Regions from separate parts of the Mus musculus genome. Here region 2 is linked to region 1. A link is a contact called in public HiChIP or PLAC-seq data. All regions are on one chromosome and are shown on one strand. The core of a region is the stretch at or near the end of the contact, and the rest is flanking DNA. Distances in the headings are between cores, read along the strand shown. Region 1 overlaps Ptprm (protein tyrosine phosphatase, receptor type, M). Region 2 overlaps Ptprm (protein tyrosine phosphatase, receptor type, M).

Region 1 (7,827 bases), core at 4,474-6,973:
AATGATGCAAATGGGAAAGTGTTGTTTTTTTTTTTTAACATATTTTACTCTCGTCTGCTTTAGTACATTTATGTAAATAAAAATACCTGCATTTTCAACATTTTCCATAAGGCATAATTTATCTAAATATCAGTTTGACAGACTTTAGTATCTCACCACTGCCGATTTTACTGTGATTAATTATATTTGCTGTTGTTTCTAAAATTGCAGTAGATCTTACCTAAGTTTGAGAGCGTTTGTATTAATTATAATTATATTCCTGTCTAAGCCACAATGGTACGTAGCAATCTCAACAGTTGTGACTGTTCAAAAATAATTAAAGAGATAGGAATTATTATATAAAATACCAAGCAGGAGCTGTTTTATGAAAACACCTGTTAGTGATATACATAACTATCTTAATCCAGAAATGCATATCCCTGCTGCTGTCTACGATGCAATTAACCAATGTCTATTTTACAAATGAAGCAAATTATAAAACGTTGTTGAAACAATACTAGTACTATGTAGAAAAAATTAGCAATAAATATGGAAAATATTTCTGTAGACATCATGAAACAAAAAAACAGATGAGGGAAACTTTAATGAAAGCACTGTTTTCAGAGAGACACTTGATGTGTGTGGCTAGAGGCAAGCTGGTGTTGACCGTATCTCCTGCTCTGCCTTCTTACCTGGGGACTAGATTTTCCCCCGGCTGTAGCCCAGTGTGAACCTGTATGTGGAAAATGTTGTAAGTGTGATATGTAATTCAAATTCCAATTTCAAAGCCACACATTGCGAATGTACACGAGGAAATGTGTATGTTCATGTCCTCTTTGTCAGTGACTTATGAAATATGTACATTTAGCGTGGACTCATCTAAATAAAGACCAGTGGTAGAGAATTTTACTCCAGCACATGCATTGGCTTGCTCAAACCAGAATAGATGTGCACACGAGTGTATTTAACCACATCTGTTGACCGCCCCAGTCCATCCTCTGGGTTTCCTGAAGCTCAAAGGAAGGCCCACCTTTACCCACTAGGATTCTTTATGCAGAAGACCCTGCTTACTCAGTGGGAGGGCTAGGTAGCTCAAAACCACTCTTCACAGAGACCTGCACTGTACTGACTGGGACACAGGTGCTGCCATGTGGGGCAGTGAATGTGGGGGGAAGAAGGGAGTGAGAGAAAACCCGCGCCCCTCCAGAGTTCCCGTGCTCTGGGCAGGTGGACACAGGACTGCTACACGCTTTACATGTGACCCCGGTGGTTGTCTGGCTGTGGGAAGCCACTGGACCCCAGTTCGGCGGAGGGTGGACAAGGGGCAGTCCTAAGTAACAAGTTCTCAGTCTCCAGCATCCCACGCTGGATACCTCGGAAGAGCTGAGAACAGAATGGGGGCCCCAGGGGTGGCTCGGGCAGCCCCAGGGCCAAAGGAAGGAGAGCGCACAAATAAAGGGGAGCGCTGGGTGGTTCCCATGGGAGCAAGAGTTCTTGGTCCGGTCTGTGGCTGGAGCGCAGGAAGGCCTTCCAGTGGGAGGTTAGACATGGCTCAATAGGGGAAAGCCTATCCCATGATTCAAGCACGGCAGGCCTTGATGAGCAGAGACAGTCTATGGTTTTAGAGCTTTATTGTTCAAAGCAGGGCGAAAGAGAGAAGGTAGAAAGAGAGAGGGGCCTTCCATGGCCACGTGGTGGGGGGAGAGAAAGGGGGCTAGAGAAGAGAGTAAGAAAGGTGAAAGCTTAAAGAGAGTGAGGAGGGGCCACGCAGCCCCTTTTATAGTGGGCTGGGCTATCAGGTAACTGTGGGGAGGAGCATACCTGGCTATAGTCAGGTAACTGTGGGGGTGGAGTCTAGCCAGAATGCCAGGAGCTTGGGACATTGTGTACGTAACTGATAGTCACACACCTCTCCTGCGGGACTGTGAGGGAGGTAACTTGGACAGGAGCCAGGGGTCCAGGAGACATGATCAAACACCTTCCATCCCATGTAGGTGGAAATCACCACCCATTGGGTCCCCTGGGGTTCAAGACCTATGCTCGGCTGGAGATCAGGCTGTCTGTGTGCAGCCCACTGCCCCACACTGCCAGAAAAGTCTGAATCCCAGATGCTTCTGCACAGGCTTGGCTGTAACATTAGACACATCACTTTAGGACTCCAACCTGCTCTGACAGACCCAGCAAAGTGTCCCATGAGGACAGATGTTGGCGGCGGTATGTACTGCAGTGAGGACAGATGATCTACTGAGATCTACTGGTGTGCTGCAGTGAGGCCCAAGCCAGACTTCAATCCCACTCCTCAAATGCCGAAAGTCCCAGGAGGTCAGAACAGGCTCTGGACCATCTTAGTGCTGGGCTCTCATGCTACTATGGAGCCAGGCGCTCACAGGGTACAGTTGTTCTCCTCATTCCTGGTGCATGGTCAGGCAAGTTCCAGCTCAGCTCATTATTCTGTATGTTAGCATAGCTTATGTGTGAAACCCTATCACTTTGCATCTTGCCTCTGAAACTCTATCTAGCCAAGAAAGTCAGGAAAAAAACTTCATAGTGGTTCTCTCCAGACCAGTGACTCTTCGGGTCTACCACCATCTTCCCATTCTCTAGAGAACATGTGCCTATCTGGGCTGACATGGTCTCACCTTCTATTAGTAACAGAGAGCATACCCAGGCTGTAGAAACAGGACATTTTATTTAGTCATGATTGTTGAAATGTGGGTCTCAGAGATCCCCAGAACTCACCTCATTTCTTTCCCATTTCATTTCAGATTAATAAGTAAAAATAGCTGTGAAAAAATACTCAAAATAGAAGAAAATTCCATACACCCCCCCCAAAAAAAGAAAGAAAGAGAAGAAAAGAAAAGAAAAGAAAAGAAAAGAAAAGAAAAGAAAAGAAAGGAAAGGAAAAAACAGGCCAGTTTCTAGTTTGAGTTGGAGCTGGAGCTGTGATCCTTGTGACATGAATTTCTAGCATAAATCTGAATTTCTTTTTAATAGGGAATAGAGTTATAAATGGAATCTCTCCTATATGTTCATTTATAATATAAATGTTCAAAAGCGTAAAGAGACCTATTGTGTTAATTAGGGGACCCTTTGCTTTTTGATTTGATAGTTTTGTCACTGTTGGCAGTGTATGACAAAACACAATGTTGAATAATATGTTTACTAAGCAAAAAAAAAAAAAAAAAGCAAGTTTTTTGCCAAGTGTACCCCAGACTGGATTTTGGTCTCTGAAGGAAGTTTGGGATGTTGTTATTTTTGTGCACCCTCAGTCAGTATGCTGACACTACTCCTCTGGCACTAGCAAGGGGCTGTTTCTATAGCTCCTGTAGCAGCAAGTGAAAACAAACTCATTTATTGAGTCCTAACCATTCTCCCACTTTGTAAAAACAAAGCAAGAAAAAAGCATGGCAAAAGGTAGCCAAGGCCACCCTACCTAAGAATAGTCGGTTTTCTCTCTCCTGGGCACTCTCAGACACAACCACAAATCTCCAGATTCTGTTTCTCTAACACTAGACACTGCACCTGCTTGAGAGGCCCATTCTTATCCAGAAACCTGGGATTTTGTGCTCTCGCCAGTACTCACTTCCACACTGGTATCCACTCTCCGCAAGACCACTCTCGGGATGATGTTGGAGTCGTCTGTGTTTCCTGTTAGATGGTGGAGCTATGAGACGACCCCTGGTGACCGATGCACACCTAGCCTCACATCTGTCACAGTGCTTGGTCTAGAGCAAGCATGAAGAATACCTCCTCCCTAAAGACAAACAAAATACCTGTTTAATCCAAGCATACAGAATAGAGTGTTTTCCTGGCATGTATAAGCTCTGGCTTCCATCACTGGTACCACAAACGAACGAACAAACAATACATAGTGCAAGCATTTTAATTGCTTTTGCTTTTAAAAACATGGGGAATACTGTGTTCCTCTTAGCAATACAGATAGTAAAAACACAGGAATATATGTTACATAGTATCACATTTGATTAGCTTTCCTGTAATGTTCTAATGGATACATTCCCTGCTTGGAAGATAAAGATTATTTTGAAGGTTGACTATAATTGCTTCTACTCTTAAGTGAAAATATGAAAGTCGTTGAGTTGAATAAATGTATATCTAATTTTGTATAGGCTTAATTAAACGATGAATGGACTAATCAGTAGTAGTTAGTTAAACTATTGTTTGTTACATTTTTATTGCACTCGTTTTAATGGGTACATGGCACTGATACATCTTGATAGGGCACAGGGCAATATCTACTACACATGTAGGATGTATAGGGATCAGGTCAGGGTTGCTGGCATGGCTGTCACCTCAGATGTCTGTCTTCTCTTTCCTGGGAACATTTGGCATTCTCTTTATATTTGCTTAACTGGTATCAAGGACAGTTTACCTCCCATGCTGCCAAGTACCAGACGTTCCCCACACATGCCACTGCACCCTGTGCCCTGGTGTTCCCCTCCCCCTTCCAAACATTGCTCAGCCTCTGGGAACAACTACTTTATCTTTCTGCCACCTTCAAAACACACTTTTATACATAGTATACTGTTCAGCATTTTATTCATGAGTAACATGAATTAAGATTTAAAATGAAGAAACAGATGTGAAAATGAATTTTTCTCTATAGTGTAGTCATGGATCTTAAATAAAAATATTAGCTTTCTCAAGTCAGGGCTGCTACAGTGGAAAAGCCTAGACTTCAGCCTGTGGTAGCAATCAGTCTGGGAGTTTTTGAGGCTTCTCACCCCCAGGACAGCCTTGGGCCGCTAATCACCTACTATTTCCTTGTTATAGGCTCCTTTGACCATTTTAAATAATGAGTTTGTGCAACACATTGACTCATTGAGCCTATATCCAAAAGAAATATTAATAAAATGGGATTGAGGAAGAAGATGTTTACTGAAATGCTCAGTAGCAAAATGTCTTATCTATGTATGATGACCTTGTGATCTTTGTAGTCTAGGCTGACACCGATCCTTGGAACCCTCATAGCATACCTAGTGCCTATATCATAGTGTTGCCACCGTTCCTCAACCAGCTCCCACTCACCCTAATGGTTGACTGTGTTACACATTCACATATGGCCAGGCCAGCCCGCTCCACCTCAGCTCCTTGGCAGGCAGCTGCACACATGCCTCCACTCTTTGTCTAGGATCAAGTTTACTCTCTACTATGACCATCATTTTGCAAGTTCTTAGACTGCAGGAGCCTATCCATCTGAATTTCCAAGCAAGTCTAATTTTTCTCCCTAGGCATTGCTCTAAGATCGTGTTTATTGTATATACTATGACCTGGGACTCTAGAGTCCTTGCATGACTCATGAAACTTTACCTCCCTCTAGCTTAGGGAGAGCTTGTTGCGGGGAGCCACACATTAGTCAATCCTCAGCTGGCTGGTTCTGAGAGCAGGCTGTATCAACCCCTCAGGAGTCTGTAGTGTCCTTTGCCCTGGTCAACCTCTTGTTGCCCAAGTTGTTAGAGACACTAACAGATAGATCAGCCTAGTGTGGGCCACAGTGTTCCAAAAGAACAGTATGAATGGCAGGCTCCTATCCCAAGTACCCCCTTCACTTTCATGGCGAGCTATGGCTTAAAGAGTAGCGCCTAAACTTAACTCAAGTCGTTAAGTATCTGAGTAAAAGGACAATTCATTATGTGGAGGGAGAAGCTGAGCGGGAGAGCGCTTGATGAATGAGGACCATTACGAAGTTCACTGTTTCAAAGGTCAGAATTATAGATCTGATTATGTGCAGAGCAACACTGCTCATTGATTTTTCTGGCCCTGTTCTGAACGTGAGACACAGAGGACATTGCTCACAGTTGGTTGTTCTTTTTTTTTTTTTTTTTAAATACCATGTGTCCTGTGATTTATAAAATTTTGAATTCTCAAAAATATCTTTAATTACTGTCCTGACCACTGCATTAGCTTTGGCCTTTTTAGTTCAGTCGAGGGCACTCAGCAATCATTTCTCTTTCAGGCATTGTGCTGCTAATTTGGGTGATAATATGTGAAGAACTTTCAACAATTTAACTGGAGCTCTGAATAAATAACAAATCAAATTAAGCTACAGTAAATGAAACAGCTCCGATGAAAGAGCCATAAATTAAGGGACAAACTAAGCAGAATGAAGAAAAAAAAACAAATTAAAATAGATTTTTGGATTCTGAAATGTTTATCACTATGACTTGAAGACCCCACTGAATGAGACTATTAGCCAAGAACTCTCTTTTACCTAGTTAATTTTTGTGCCTTGGCCAACAGAGTCTGTTAAACTTGTTTCTCTTTCAAATTCCTTTTTTGAGGTATTCATGCAACACTTTAAGGTATTGTTCTGGAGCCCCACAGTGCAGGCTACTGCCTTTAATTATAAAAGGAGTCATTCTTGGTTATTTCTCAAAGAATTTAAGAGTCATGAAGGCATATTTACATGTTCATTGTCATAGCACAATCATTCACAGAAGCTAAAAGCTAGCAGCCAACCAAGCTTCCTTTGGCAAATGAGCAGATACACAAAGTGTTGGTGGAGTAACATTCAACCTTAAAAAGGAAACATATCTAACCGTAGCTACTCACATATGATCCACTAGGCTAAGTAAAACTACCAATCACTGAATGGTAAATGCCATGTGATGTTGCTCCTTTGTGGCCTCTGGAATAGTCACTTTCATAGAATTACCAAGGGCTGAGGAAGAGCCAAGCACTTGGTGTCTAATGGGAACAGGATTGCAGTTTAGGGTCATGGCAATTTCCAGAGGTAGGTAGTGGTGAAGGTAAGATGGTTACATGGTTACCTAATGCCACTAATGAACTACATGCCTTAAAATGGAGTATATGTTTTCACAAGGAAAAAAAGTCTTAATATTGGCAGAAAATATTTAAAGACGGTTGGACTCCCTATCACTATCTTCTCAATAAGTCTCAAAGCACTGGGTAACAGTGCTGACTAAACAAATGGTGTGTCATCCTTTTGGGCTGTTAGGCCTGAGCTGTATAGCTAAGAAAATCATGTTGTTCATATGACAAAAGTAGAATGTTTGTGTAATTGGTATACATTTGCCTGAGGTCATAGAAGCACCTGAAGCCATATTAGAAGCATGCTACCTGTGGCCTTCTGGTATCTTTACTAACTGAGATAGTGAGCAAACCAATCTGCCTCAGAAAGCATCTTCTGCATCGTTAGCAGCCTCTCCTCAAGGTAGACAAGATGGCCATTGAGATGGAATCAGCCAGCACACATAGTGTGGGGTTATAGGTGATGGTCATTAAAATACAGCGTTATAGTTTTTCTTGGGTGAAGGAAGATTCCATTACAGATCTTACATTATCTCTAGCTTGACTCTCTCAAAATAGACTTTGTTTTAAAGAAGAAGTCGTGGCTTTCAACTGACTAGAGACTCTGAGGTCAAGAACTGTGGCTTAAACATATCTGTTTCTCACATTGGGCATGGTCCCATGATAGATGATGTGCCTCACATACGCAAAGCCCTGGACTCATTTTTCAGCACTGAAAACAAAGAAGGAACAAGCAGATTTCCCAATATATGATCCCCTTGGCACTGTGCCTGAGAGGTGTGTCTTTATCCCAGTACCCAAAAGAGGCTTGATGGACACAAACATACTTGATTTATTTCATTAGTGACCACAGCCTGCCTATGCCTTTACATACATGCTCTCTCTCTCTCTCTCTCTCTCTCTCTCTCTCTCTCTCTCTCTCTCTCCCTCCCTCCCCTTTGTAGAACCCAAGGCCTTACATGTGCTTGGTTATCCCTCTAGCCCTAAGCTGCAATACCCCCCCCCCCCACAAAGAAATCCAGTTCTCCTTTTCCCAACCCCCCTCCTGAAGAACCCATT
Region 2 (7,568 bases), core at 1,652-4,151, 280 kb before region 1:
CCCGGGAGGAGCCCATTAGACCACCGTAAGTCACCTGTGCATCCCAGAACTGATCAGGGAGATTTGATCAGTGAAGCAGCAGCCCAGAGGCATAGTCCTCTTCTACCTTCTTAGGCAACTTGAAAAGATGTTTTGAGAGTTGGACCCTTAGTTCTGCTACCAGATTTCAATTAAACCCACTCAAGTGGGGTCACTGTCTAGATTCTTTTGTCCTGCGTTGTCATTATGATGTATAGATACGATCTGGAATCAGTCACACTATTGATACTTTCTAATTGCTCTCTACAGATGAGCCTGGATTTGAAATCTTAAGATATGTGTGTGTGTGTTCTGCCAGATTGTCATTTAAAGGCAGCACAAAGGCTCTTGATAATGGGAATCATTTGTCTGACTTTGCAAATGGAAATATTTAATTAAACTTCATATACTAATGAAATGAAACTATGCTTTTGTTTGAGATGGCGTTCTTCCCTTGAGCAACCGACTGTCTCTCTCAGTCTCTGTCAGCAGATTTTATCTCCCTTGCCCTAAGCCCTTCTCAGTTGCCCCCTCTTCATTTCAATGTGGGTGTGCTTTGGGAGAGCTCCGAGATCCCGACTGTGTTGAGTATCTCACATTCAGCTCTACCTTCTTTCTCAGTGGTCATCTCTTACCCCACCTCCCTTAAAAATAAATATTCTTCTTTTGTTCTCTTCCCCTCTCCCCCCCTCTGTCCCTTCTCTCCCCACTCCCCTCCCCCCTCTCCCCATGTGTTCCTGGGCAGCCTCTATTCCTCTCCTTCTCTTCTCCTTCTCCCTCTCTCTCTGTCTCTTCTCTCTCTGCCTTTCTCTGTCTCTACCCCTCCCTCAACTCCCCTCCCCATGCCCTAAATAAACACTATTTCTATACTAAAAATAAAATAAAATAAATAAATATTGTTTAAAAAGCTTTATATATGTATATACTGAAATTTGGGTCATTGTCTCACAATTGCCCTCTCATATCTCTCCCCCTTCTCCCACTGACATCTTTCTTCTTTCTAAAATCCCTCCAATGCCTGCCCCCCCCCCACCTCTCAGATTCACCGAGTTTCACTAAGGTTGCTTGTGTGAGCAGGAATTAGGGGTTGTTTACTGCAGGGTGGTCATATTATCTTTGGGTTCAGGACTGAAGACAATACTTCTTCCCCAACCACTTATTCACGGTCCCTACTTCCTTTGTAACCGATAAGGGGTCTCCTGAGCACCACACACGTTGACAGGCTGAGGAATCCAACCTTGTACAAGTTACCCTGTAAGTAGTGAGCTCATGAGTACCGTGGCCTTGCTGTGTGCAGAAGACACAGTGCCCCCTCCAATCTCCTAAGCTTCCATTCTCTTCCCACTCTTTAGGATGTTCCCTGAGCCCTGGAGGGGGTGATATATTTAGTTGTCCTGCTTAGAGTTGAGCACCCCAGCCATTCTCCATTCTTTGGAATCTCTTATTTTCAAGGGCACAAGTTTAGACTCCGCCAATAGAAAATAGAGCTTGATTGGCTTTATTTATGTTGAAAGGACAGAAACACTCAAAATGGACCTCCATTCTTGTCACTCCCTAAGGTGCTGCAGCTCCTTCTACAACTCGTAGTGAGTCTCTCTCTCTGTAGATGACCCGCAGGCACACCTCCAAGCCCAGAGCTGTCAACCTTGTGACCTTCCTTGCTTTTGAACTTGCCCTATGACAGTTATCTGCTGGTGGAAGTCTGGCGAGCTTCAGATTTGCAAACCAAGCTCACACATTTCCTGGCTGCACCCTACCCTGCTGCTCTTACCTCCACCATAGCTTCTCCCTCCCTCCCCCAGGCTCTACCCATTCCCTTTCAAAAGATGATTGCTCCCAGCCCTTCAGTTCCTGATACAATTTCTGAACCTCTCCAGTAACCTGCTGTGCTGTGTATAAACCCTTTCCCTTCAATCTTGGTACAATTGAGATAAAGACTTCCCAAAATACCATCAAAGTCCAAAGAGTTTTGAGAATTGAGCTTTAAATCTCACTCGTTCCTCTGACAGCAGGATGGGAAGCCGTTTTTTCTGAACTTCTTGACTCTTGATGATTGCATTCTTTGCTCCAGGACTATTTCTTTCCTGTGCCGCTGTCCGGCCTTTCCATTTGGATTGTAAGTCCCAGGGCGCAGAACGCTTGCCGTGGGTGCAGAACTATGTGCTCCTCTTGAGAGCAGGAAGGCAGTCAGGTCATGCAGTGTGAAAAGGACAAATGGGTTCCACGGTGTTTTCTTGAGAATCGGAACCAAGTAAAATGTGAACCTCTCCATTCCTCAATCAAAGGAAAGCCTAGAAAAATGGATCACATTTGTAGTATTAAAAATAGATTTGAAATGCCCACTTGGGTTCAGTCCCAAGGAGTGGGACAACACTTCAGGTGTAAACTAGGAAGAGGGAGGTCCACAGCCATGGAGGTCAAGGGGAGTAACCTGAGGATAGTATTCAACCCCACCTGCAGGGCTTAACCCACTGGAAAGGGGTGGAGTCCTCGGTGAGGGACTCACTGAAGCCATCTTGAAAGTGGAATTAGCTTATTGTTTCAGCACTTGACTTTCTCTTGGTCGAATTGAATTTCTGATCCCAGAAACGAATGTGCAATTTGCTCTGCACATCAAGAACCCTTCTAGGACCTCATCAGGATGTCTCCACGACACAGGACTTGAGCTCTGTCTGCAGGGTATGAATGATCCTGAGTTACAGCGAGCTCACAGAGAAGTAGAATAAGCAGGAAACTGACCGGGCTGTGTTGACATCAGCCGACACAACACACGGCACTCATCTAATCAATCATGGATTGCAGAAACCAAAGGGATAGGCTCTGCCAGGAACTCGCAGTTATTGGAGGAAAGGAGGCTCTAGAAAAACAAACATATCAAGTAATCATTATGGGCCCCAAGCCCAGGCTGTGGCATATGCTGGGACAAATGCTATCATACCAACCTACGGCTCCATTTCTAGGGAACAGAGTTAAAATAGTCAACAGATTGATTTAAGAGTCAGCCAAACAGCCAAGGCGAAACTGGCTGAAGCTGGACCGGAGCTGCAGAGGCCATGCTTGGTTCTGGCTTGTGTAGACCAGGGCTGTAGCCAGAGATGGTGCCAACACTGTATTTAATGGTGCTGCATAGACGTGCAAGTGCTGGTCACACTTGTGCCCATTTGCAGGGATCCAAGGGCACTGCATAGACACGGGGCTAGTACTGTTTGCTTGATTGCTTCCTGTATGTTTGCCTTTAAATGTTAAGAGCCTCACTTTTGATGCCAGGACGGGAGGGACAGGTAGAGTTCTTGTTCATGGTGACAAAGGTGGTGATGGTTAAGGTGCCCGGGGCTCAGGATGAAGCAGAGTTATGAACAAGGGACGAGCAGAGGATGCAGACAGTCTTTCCGTATCTGTCTCCCACCTCCTTCCATCTTCATTTGCCAGAGGACAGGGGAGCTACCTCTCCAGGCACTGGGCCTCCCTTCCTCTAAGGGTGTTAGCTTGAGAAAAGCAACTTTGTATTTGTTGCGAGTTTTCTTTCTGGCTTCCACAGGTTCCCATCTCATCACAGGTCCCCAGCTCCAATCATTACCAGTGAAATTATTGACAATGTCACTAATCTTCTTGTGCTGGTGCTGACAGAGAGATTTCTAGAGAGATGTTTACCAAAGTGTCTGTGTTAGCAAAGATTATTTTCTTACATACCTTATGCTGAGAAATACATTGGCAGCAGATGTAGAAAACTGGGAATTTGAGAGGGAGGAGGAAATTAATATGAAGGATGCTAATTAGAATACTGGTTAAAAATTGATAATCTAAAATCCTGAAATGCTCCGGAATCTGACACTTTCTGAGCAGACATGGCACCGCAGGTGAGAAATCACACACCTGGCAAAGACGCAGGTGAGCTGAGGCTGTTGTGTGTATCCATTCCAGCTGTAAGCACAAGGCACACATGAAGGAGAATTAATTTAGACATTAAACATGGCTCCTCTCCTCAAAACATCTTTGCGTTTATGAATATTTTAGAATCTGAAAAAAAAGTCCCAAACCCATAGCACTCAGGTCCCAGGCCTTTTGAGGAGGATTTTCAGCCTATGAGGGCCATTAGGACAACATCCTGTGCCTAAGTGGTGGCCTAAATTTAAAGTAGCAGCTGACTGTCGTAGGTGTTTTAAATCTTATTAGCTATCTACCCACATGTCCATTGATTTACCCAGCCTTTCCCCTCTCATGTTTCCTGTCAAAGATCTGTAGATGTTGTATTACCTAAATAAATACTTAAATACAAAAAGAGACGTGTTGGTTACTTTTTTTGTTTATATTTGGTTGGTTTGTTTCGTTTTGTTTTCGGACAACTTAGTACAACCTAGAGTCACGTAGAAAGAGAACATCAATTGAGGAATCTCACAGATTAAATTGCTCAGTGGCCATGTCTGTGAGAGATTGTCTTAAATTGATAACACTGTGGAAGCCCACACCTGCTGTGGACAGCAGCCTGAGCTAGAAGATGAGCCACCCCAGCCACCTAGCAAGCAGCCTTCCCTCACAGCTAGCTTCTGCCTCAGTTCCTGCCCTGACTTCACTCTGTGTTGAAGTGTGACCAAGAGGCATGAGATAAACCCTTCCCTCCCCTCATTGCTTTAACTTGCACTGCTTTACCACAGCAACAGAGAATCTAACCAGAGCCTGGGAAGACAGTATTCATTACTACAAAACACTGCTTGCACTCTGTCTTATGGTCGTGAACTGTTTTTGGTTTCAACACCCAAGCTACTCTGAAGTGAGTGAATAAGGTATACTACTGTGCTCATGAGGGAACAAGAAACTTAGCAGGGGCAAGGATCCTGATCATGGAGCGTTGGTCTGCTGTTGTATGTGTTTAATATAGGAGTTGTGGTTTAATATATATAGATTCTGACTTTATTACAACATGAGACTGACCGTGGGCAGGGTCTATGTATGATCACCGGTCTTAGGTAGGTGTAGGCTCTGCCATTGCTTCTCGGATTTCTAACACTCTTCTCTAACCGTAACAAGGATGAGTGGACTTTTCCAGCTCTGCCAAGAAGATACATGTGCGTGTCCCAGGCTCATGCATATTCATGAGCACTGTGCTCAGTCGGTTATGAGCATTCGATGGAGCTTGAGTGAGTGTATTAAAGGCTGTCCCCAAACCTCATATTTTTCAATATTTTTCCTCTATATCATGAGATCTATGAACTAGAAACAAAATTGATAGAGTGGAATTTAATTTACCCATTTCTTATCTCCTGATCCTCTCTTGGATAATTAATGCTGCATGCTGAAGAGGCTCATGGGTAGTGGCTGAGGGCTGAGTAGGGCTGGCAGAGTCTGTTGGCCCAAAAGGCTTCCATTCCTGCCAAAAGAGGCAAATTGAACTTGGTAATAACACAGGACCAAGTAGATCTCCCTTATGAGATTCTGGTCCCTGCATCCTGAGCCCAAATTCCTGTTTACATCATGGAAAGAGAGGAACTGAACCACAGGCAGGAAGTATAGCCTGCCCCTTTAAGGGAATGCTTCCTCTATGGGGGTTAAAGCAAGCATAGCCCCTTTAAGTAAATGCTTACTGTGTGGGAATTAAAGCAAGCAAGATCTAACTCCCCATTCCTCGTTGACTTCCAAGGACTAGAAACTTAGCTTGAATTTGGTGGCACACTTTAGCCCTATCACCCACAGTGTTACACGGTGACAAAGAAGTGACCGTGAATTACTGAAACCACACATGCAGTGTCACAGATTGCTGCTAATCTGGAAGAAAACCATGATGAATTGGGTATGAAGTTAAGCAGTCAGTATGAAAACAAGGTGTTGCTTTGCATAAAAACCCATAAGCCTTTTGGGTTGTGACTTAAATCTTCTCTGTTCTCAGGGTATGAGTCTGTAATGTTCTTTTTGAAGGTGTCTGACCCTCTTTTTAGCTGGTGTTTGGAGACTTTAGCAAGTGAACCTTGCTGGAGGATGCATGTCAATGGGACATGCTTTGAAATCAATTCCTGGGTTCTTGTCCCTTGACCTGTTTGTTCTCTGTCTTTTGCATGACACTTATACTGTGATAAATCGTCACACTAAATGAATGGAAACAAGTGGCCATGTATAAAACCTCATAAATCCATAAGCAAAACAATCATTTTCCTTTCCTTTAAGTTGTACCCCTTGGGCATTTGGCATACAGCTAAGCAGAGGTGACTAGCACAATTCAACACTGTGTTCACTGTTCATTCATTATTAATGCACTGTGTGTTTAAAGTGTTCATTCATGATTTGTGGTTAATTCCTTTTTGGGGGAAAAAACTGTAAGCATTTTAAAGAAATGCAGATTTTCATGATGGTAACAACCACAAAGGTGGATGCCAGTTATGGGATACCTCCTCTATGTCAGAGTCAAAGTTTTCCAGTTCAGTCCATCTTAGCAATTGTTAGCTCACTTTCTGTCACTGTGTCCAAACACCTGAGATAATCAAGTTATAAAGAGGAAAGGTCTATTTCTGCCTTGTGGCTTTTAAAGTTTCAGTCCATGTTTAGTTGTCCGTTGTCTGGCTTTGGCCTGTGGCACTGACTGAACAATAGTTGTCGTAGCTTATAGCCAGGATACTAATGAGGGGGAGGAGGAAGGGCCTATGGTCCCGTTATCTCCTTTGAGATGACAGTCCCAGGGACCTGAAGATTGCCCACTAGGCTCCACTTCCTGAATGTCTCTCTGGTTCCCAGTAGCACCAGCTGGAAAACTGTGCCTTTAACTCATTGGTCTCTGGGGAAATTCAATCAACACCCTGGGTACTGCACCTGTAAGAGTCAAGGCCACTGAGACTTGAAACTAAAATGCTTGTCCTGGTCCATGGGACTTGTGGTAGTTTGAATATATTTGGCCTAGCAAGTGGCACTATTTGGAGGAGTGGCCTTGTTGGAGTAGGTATGACCTTGTTGAAGGAAGTAGGATTTAAGACCTTTGTCCTAGCTGCCTGGAAGCCAGTCTTCTCCTAGCAGCATTTAGATGTAGAACTTTCAGCTCCTCCTGCGCCATGCCTCCCTAGATGCTGCCATGCTCCCACCTTGATGATAATGGACTGAACCTCTGAACCTGTAAGGCAGCCCCAATGAAATGTTGTCCTTATAAGAGTTACCTTGGTCATGGTGTCTGTTCACAGCAGTAAAACCCTAACTAAGACAGGGCTGATGTACATTCCTGCCACAATGCTGTTTTATGCTTTTTGGGTTCAGCAGCTCAGATCACCTGATATGTCTGGGATGTGGTGGGAGGAAGCCAGGGAGAGTATGGGGTTGAGTCTTGCCCCAGAGTTTGGGTATACTGTTCTTCTCTGTGCCTATTTTCTAGGTGTGACTATGAATAATCAGTAACTTTGATGCCCTTGGTGGGCCTCTTCCACCTAGGTGTCACCTTTCCTGGCTTTTGCATTCCTTCAGTAGACAGATGGAACATTTCTCCTCCCTCCTGAGCTGGGGATGTAGTTGGTGTCTCTACCAGCGCAAGGCAAGGACACCGATAAGCTGTTTCTGCAGCTTCTCTATTCTCTGTGTGG

The links. HiChIP or PLAC-seq counts read pairs in DNA pulled down with a chosen protein or histone mark.
Region 2: an H3K27ac HiChIP or PLAC-seq map of hepatocytes shows a contact between it and region 1, with 6 times the contacts expected there. The contact joins two enhancer-like sites. A contact is called at or near these places in 5 of 484 Hi-C or Micro-C datasets (all in liver) and 3 of 115 datasets of contacts at active chromatin or transcription factors (hepatocytes and liver).

Annotation. Positions count from the first base shown.
Region 1 is chr17:66,879,052-66,886,878 of GRCm38.p6, reverse strand. All of the region lies in intron 14 of Ptprm (protein tyrosine phosphatase, receptor type, M), which reads left to right. Among named protein-coding and RNA genes, the nearest start is that of Mir5709, 140 kb to the left of the region's middle. Within about 2 kb of position 5,723, at least 9 of the 459 cell types and tissues checked have an H3K27ac peak or open chromatin away from gene starts, as enhancers often do. A contact at or near this core is called in hepatocytes, where this site is marked.
Region 2 is chr17:67,155,079-67,162,646 of GRCm38.p6, reverse strand. All of the region lies in intron 2 of Ptprm (protein tyrosine phosphatase, receptor type, M), which reads left to right. Among named protein-coding and RNA genes, the nearest start is that of Gm52313, 130 kb to the left of the region's middle. Within about 2 kb of position 2,901, at least 11 of the 459 cell types and tissues checked have an H3K27ac peak or open chromatin away from gene starts, as enhancers often do. A contact at or near this core is called in hepatocytes, where this site is marked.